2 separate regions of the Oryctolagus cuniculus genome follow, and region 1 is linked to region 2. The links are chromatin contacts, called in public Micro-C maps. All regions are on one chromosome and are shown on one strand. Each heading gives the region's core, a stretch centred on a gene start, on an enhancer-like site or on the middle of the called end of the contact. The rest is flanking DNA. Distances are from core to core; before and after follow the strand shown.

What was found. A called contact is a pair of places that touch in the nucleus more often than the background predicts.
Region 1: a contact with region 2 is called in a Micro-C map of ear pinna, with 2.2 times the contacts expected there. The contact joins the promoter of OLFML3 here to the enhancer-like site in region 2. A contact is called at or near these places in 2 of 6 Hi-C or Micro-C datasets (ear pinna and psoas muscle).

What each region holds. Positions count from the first base shown.
Region 1 is chr7:56,372,837-56,376,037 of mOryCun1.1, reverse strand. OLFML3 (olfactomedin like 3) reads left to right here and starts at 1,280. Exons shown (of 3, transcript XM_002715753.5): 1 at 1,280-1,814; 2 at 2,524-2,809. The coding sequence starts at 1,491. It overlaps HIPK1 (homeodomain interacting protein kinase 1), which reads left to right. Exons shown (of 16, transcript XM_051856145.2): 16 at 1-27.
Region 2 is chr7:56,266,012-56,269,318 of mOryCun1.1, reverse strand. SYT6 (synaptotagmin 6) reads right to left here. Exons shown (of 8, transcript XR_007923501.2): 5 at 2,971-3,142; 6 at 1,787-1,916. Among named protein-coding and RNA genes, the nearest start is that of SYT6, 53 kb to the right of the region's middle. Within about 2 kb of position 1,763, at least 1 of the 8 cell types and tissues checked has an H3K27ac peak or open chromatin away from gene starts, as enhancers often do. A contact at or near this core is called in ear pinna, where this site is marked.

The sequences.
Region 1 (3,201 bases), core at 31-2,530, 110 kb before region 2:
CATCAATAAAATGGGTAAATTTTCTGATTCACGTGACTATTTTTGACTTCTGTTGTGGGGTACATGGTGGATCAACATATGATGTCTTTTTGGAGCAACCAAACACAATTGCATTCTTTATACAGAGTTCCATAATGGGAACGAATAGGATTTCATAGGAAATGTGCCGGACCATCTGAATCTGACCCTTTGAAAGAGATAGAAGGATTCTGAGACAGGCTAATTAAACTTTGCTTCCTGACATTTTTCACCAAACATTTAAGGCAGCAGTGTGTCGGGTGGGCCAGTGGTGCAGTGGCTAATGTGTCGGACTATGCATTATTGAGTGAATCCCCACAGGAAGAGTCCCCCACCCAAAGCTGCGTTGGTAGAAGCATGGTCCTTTTCAGTAAAGGACCACCTCTGATCAGACTTATTTTGATTCTAAATTGGGTAAAACTTCTGATAAAGAGGGATTTACCTAGATTAATTACTGCAAGTCTCTGAATAAATGCTGTATTTGGTATCTTTGACACATTTTTGGGCCAAGTTTTCCTTACTGTGGCTGTTAATTCATTTTGTGGTCCTGCAGCCTTAGTTGGGATACAAAATTGAGAAGCACTTAGATATACCCTTTGGACCACAGCCGAGAGAAATGATCAGTAGTCTGTTTTATTCCAGTAGTAGGGAGGTGAGGATTCATTGACTGTGAGTTAGACTGCAGTACACATATTTTTCAGATGTTTTCCCCTGTTAATAAATTAATGTAAATTGGTGTGAATGCTTCTCAGTGTGGTAAGAGAATATCCCTGAATGTCTTCAGGCAAAAAGCCGACAGACAAAAAACATGTAACATGGCTGTGCTGTCATTCTTACATTCAGAAAATCAAGTTAGTTTACTGATTTTTTAGTGACCTGATAACCTTGTTTTGTTTTGTTTTTATCTGCTGTATTCTCTTCCTGGGGCTGAATCAGAGAGAGAGAGAGAGTCAGACACTGGCATGGACCTCTAAGTAACTGAGTGGTCTGTGGGGAAATCTGCATTTTAATGATGAAAGCCATTATACTTCAGTCTCCTTGGCTGGCTTTGTGGAAAATTTTCCACATGGGGTGGAGTCCAAGCCTTGATGCTGTTAATCGTGAGAGAGAACACCAGGTGCTTGGCACAAGATGGCGCCAGTGAGCTACAGAAAAAGTTAAACTTGACCACTTTGGCTCTTCACCTCCTCCCCTCAAACTTCATCCCCCGCCCCATCCCCACTTCCAGCTTACACTGAAGGAGGCAGAAAACAGTCCATTTTGTTCCTGTGAGAGAGGGAGTGCTGTCAGCTTCTGAAACTGAGGGGAGAGTTTGCTGTTTCCTCCGGGGTCCCTGCCTCCTGCAGCCAGCTCTTTCCTCTGGGTGACTGCCCAGAGGCCGCCTGCCCCCCCTTCTCCGCCCTCTCCCCCCTCTCCCTCTTGGGGCGCCTACAGCCTGTGCGGGAGGTGGTTAGGCTCCTGGCTGCTGTGCAATGGGCCATCTGTGTTTAATCAATCAAGGCGGAAAAGGAGGGGGTGGGGATTGTGAAGAAACTGGGAAAGCATTCCAGAGTAGTGAGAGAGACCCGGAGATCAGAAGGAAGGCACCGCCCCCCACCCCGCCTCCAAAGCCAGCCCGCAGGCTTGAGGGGAAGAGGCCGAGTGCACACTTCTTCCACTCTCGACCCACTCTTCACGCTGCCATGGGGCCCAGCATTCCTCTCCTCTTCTTCTTCCTTTTGTCATGGTCAGGACCCCTTCGAGGACAGCAGCACCACCTTGTGGAGTACATGGAACGCCGGCTAGCTGCCTTAGAGGTGAGGGACTCCTTTCTCTTCTAGCCTAGCCTGGAAGGATTCTACATCTTTGATTGGTTCAACAGACCAATTTGTTAGGCATCTGGGGGTGACAGGATAGGATGCTGCAAGAACCTACAGAAGATTTTGTCTTTTGATGAGAGAATCCTCCAACTACAAGCCCTCCTCTCTCCCCACACAGAGGATTCCAAAGCAAACAGACCTTTGTGCTTTACCCACGGAATTAGATGGGGTAAGGGAGCAGAGTGGAAATGAGAGCCAGGACGGTGGGGATGCAACCGGAGGAGCTGATGATTCTGCTGAGTTGAGGTTCCCGAGGAATCTGCAGCTTCCTGCCTTTTTAAGCCAGTGTGCTATCTGCAGCATCCTAATCCCTGTGAAGTGAACTGCACGGTGGAGGAGGGAGCCCTTGCCGCCTTCATGCACCGAGGCTTCCCTTGAACCTCAGAGGGCACAGTGGCCCTGCTCACAGGGTACACAGGGTGGAGGCACGGAGTAGGGGTAGGGTAGGGGCCGAGGTGAAGCTGAGCTGGGCTGTTGCACACTTAGCACCTCTGGACATCTGGTTTTCTTTTCTGTGGGGGCGGAATGGGCTATTAAAGCCTGGCTGAGTTTGTTCTTTTTCGCATTCCTGACTCCCTGGTTGGGCCTCCCCCTGCCTGGGACTTGTAACCCTGCAGCCCTCTCTCCTGATTCCCCATCCCTTCAGGAGCGCCTGGCCCAGTGCCAGGACCAGAGCAGTCGGCATGCTGCCGAGCTGCGGGACTTCAAGAACAAGATGCTGCCGCTGCTGGAGGTGGCAGAGAAGGAGCGGGAGGCGCTCAGAACCGAGGCTGACACCATCTCCGGCAGAGTGGACCGTCTGGAGCGGGAGGTTGACTATCTGGAGACCCAGAACCCAGCTCTGCCCTGTGTGGAGTTTGATGAGAAGGTGACTGGAGGCCCTGGGACGAAAGGCAAGGGCAGAAGAAACGAGAAGTACGATATGGTAACAGGTAAGTGGTCTCAAAGCAGGCCCCTCACGCTCTCAGTAGCCGTTCTTTCGTTCTTTTTTAAGATTTATTTATTTACTTGAAAGGCAGAGAGAGAAAGAGGTCTTCCATCCATTGGTTCACTCCCCAAGTGGCTGCAACGGCCAGAGCTGGGCTGATCCGAAGCCAGGAGTTTCATCCAGGTCTCCTACGCGAGTGCAGGGACCCAAGGACTTGGGCCACCTTCCACTGCTTTTCCAGGCCACTGCAGAGAGCTGGATCACAAGTGGGGCAGCCGGGACTCGAACTGGCGCCCACGTGGGATGCCGGCACTGCAGGCAGTGGCTTTACCTGCTATGCCACAGCACTGGCCCCCTCAGTAGCCTTTCTTCCTTGTTTCTCTTTCCTCTTTGTCC
Region 2 (3,307 bases), core at 514-3,013:
GAAAAGCAGCAGAAGATGGCCCAAGTGCTTGGGCCCCTGCACCCACATGGGAGGCCTGGATGAAGCTCCTGGCTTCGGCCTGATCAGCCCTGGACTTTGTGGCCACCTGGGGAGTGAACCAGCAGATGAAGAGTCTCTCTCTCTCTCTCTTTCTCTCTCTGTCTCTTCCCCTCTCTCTGTAACTCTTTCAAGTAAATAAATGAAAAAATTTTTTTAAAGAAACAAGGTCAGAGCTGGCAGTGAGTTGCCAGCCCACCAGAGGCCTCTCGGCTCCCAGTCCATGCCCTAGCCCTAAGCACTTCAGGGTACTCGCACTCGCTCTGGAATCTCTCCAGAGGCTTAGGCAGGGTGGCAGCTGTCACAGTTGCCCCTGGTTGGGGCAGCATTGCATGTAGTGAGCTGCCAGAGGTTGCCTGGGGATCTGCGCAGCAGTACCTCCTGTCTAGGTGGGGGCTGGCCAGGGCACCTCACCTACACTGCCCCAAGGGCCTTCGTCACAAGGTGGGGAGAGGCGGACACGCCCCCCGGGGGGCCCGAGAGCCAGGGACTGGCCTTCCTTATGACACCGTCACAGAAATGTCCAGCCGCAGCTGGCAGGGGTTTGCCCTGCTGCCCTATTCCTTGATGCCACCAAAAAAGGCCGTGGGGCAGGAGCCTCAGACAGCTCTCACCTACCTGGGCAGGTGAACCAGACAGCCTGGCTCCCTGGAAGCCACGGTTCCCCCATGTCCGCTCCCCTCAGCCCTCCGTCTCTCTGGGGACACTTCCCACTGTCAGAAACCGGCCCATCCACCCCGAGAGGGCAGGGCACCAGTAGCTCCATTGGGATTGCTGCTCGTTCCTGCATCAGTGATCTGTCCTGGGGGCAGGGACTCGTGGTCAAGGGGGCTTTGGGGCCACGTGATGGAAGGGAGAAAGCTGTTTTGCTTTCGTGGGTCCTCCTCTCTCACACTCTGCAGACTCATAGGTGTGGAGCCTGTTAGAATGAGGGGGTGATCCCCCAGCTGTGCAGGATACAGACTGGGGTCTGACATGCTGAAAATGAGGCTTACGGCTCGTCCGGCCACCCTGAGCCCCAACCCACTTGAGAAAGAGCAGGCCTGGGGACGACAGAGGTGACAGATCCCAGGATCTGACCTTGGCAGGGTGCAGTAGGGGCTGAGGCAGGCTAGGTCACCCAGAGGGACATCTCCTTTGCAGCTGAGAGAGAAGTGACAGGCTCCAGCTATAAGCACGCCAACAGGATCAAGACTGGAGCCCAAGTCTCAGGACTCCCGCCCAGTGCTCTTTCTCCATGACGTCTCTGCCAGGGGTTAGCCAGAAAGCCAGACACTCTGGGGCCATGGAGAGAAATCTGCTCCTGGGTGCTCTCCATGCACGCCGTGAGAACTGCCAAGTGTCGGCCTGGCTTGAGCCTCAGGGAACTTCCTGTTCTCACGGGCACAGAACTTCTTACCCCTTCTGGGAGAGCACAGACCAGGCCCAGGGGCTTAGTGAAAGCAAGGGGCAGGCTTCTTGGAAGCTCTTGTTTTCCACTAAAAACTCAGAGTTGCTTTCAGCTGCCCAGCAGCGGGGGGCTTTTTCTGGCGGCAGCCTCTGCCTTCCTCCTCCATTCCCTTCATGCCTGTGACACAGCGGGTGAGAAGCACGTGGCCCCCACGACCTCTTCCCACCAAAGGCCGGGGGTCTCGCAGCAGCCGACTGCCATTCTCCAGCCCACGTCGCCATGCAGCACACGTGCCCAGGGCCAGGCGACCACACCCACCTCTTTGAAGGATTTCTTTACCTCCACCAAGGAGTGCCAGTGTGCGATGGGCTTGCGTGGGTACGCCAGCATCTCGTTCCAGTGGTCCCTGCCCAGGCCTTCGGCGCTGATCCCCACGCGGCACACTCCTATGATCTCGTTGTGGCCCACTCTGAGGGAGAAACCAAGGTCCCCGCGTTGGCTACCACTTGAGCTGTGATAGAGGGAGGCCCCGGGGCGGGCCTCTGCCCCGCGGGCTCTGAACACAACGGCTCAGTAGCGGGGTGTCGGCAGCAGTGACACCTTGCCTAGCCTCCTGGAGGGGGCCACTGGACACACACAGCACAGCCAGATGTTAGAAACTCGTCTGGACTCTTGGGAGATGGTGGGCAGATGGCCTGACTCTGGGGAGTGGGAGAGTTTGCGTCTTCACTCATTTCCCTCGGCCGACTCATGACAGCCTCCCTGGAGACATCAGCATTTGGAAATAGATCAACCTGCTCAGAGCGCCGTGGCCCCCAGCAGCTGGGAGTGATTGATTCCCTCATGGAGAGCATCAGTCACCACTCGAGGATGCTCGTCAAGCACCGACTATGCCTGGACACTTAGGCGAAGAACCCCGGACGGAGGCTGTGTTGCTTGGTTTCTCTCTCTTTTAGCTACGGGGACAACTACAGCAAAGGGGCCAAAGGGGGCTGAGTGGTTGGAAAATGGTTTTGAGCCAGGCTTGATGGAAGAACAGGATGAGTGGAAGAGAAGAAATGTATCTGAGGAAGGGAGAATTAGGTTCTTGAGCAGGGCAGGTGCAGAGAGCAAGTGGTCCTTTAGAAGGTGGGTCTTTGCTGGCTGAACCGGGGGGGGGGGGGGCGGGGGGCAATCGGTGGCTGCACAGCCATGCTGGAGTGAGGGTGGTGACAGCAGCAGGAACAGAGAGGATGGAGAGGCACTTTAAAGGGACTCAGAGCCAGAGGGAAGAAGGGAAGTCAGGGAACGGAAAGGTGGACCTGTCTGTCCCTGATGGACATGAGCCAGAGAGGAAGGAACGCTCGGGCCCACTGCCAAGGGAGAATCCATGCCTTTCTTCAACTTCCTGGGCCTGGCTTTGGAGGAGGCGGATCTGAGGCCAAAGGGCACGTGAACCCTGAGCTACAAGGTTCAAGGTCAAGGAGCCCTAAGGGGTGGGGGTGAGGGCTGGGGAATCGTGTCCCTGCGGGAGCTGTACCCACCGATCATAATCCATCACCGAGATGAGCAGGCTGACTTGATCCATGTTTTCGGGGGGAATGTCAAAGATGATGGCCTCATTGTAGACAGGATTGAGCGTGTTCTTCTTTATGGTGGTCTTCTTCTTCTTCAGTCTCCGCCCGTCACAGAGCAGGGACACTTTGACATACGGGTCTGTGCCAATGGGGACCGTGCAAAGGGAAGGCAGCATGTCAAACAGATGTCCCCAAACCCCATTTGCAGCTGTGGGCCTGAAGCCCCACACCTACCACTGCTCCTCAGACGGGATCAGCGGGCTGGTAAGATAATTAAGTCACCTGGAATTTATGTAGCACACCT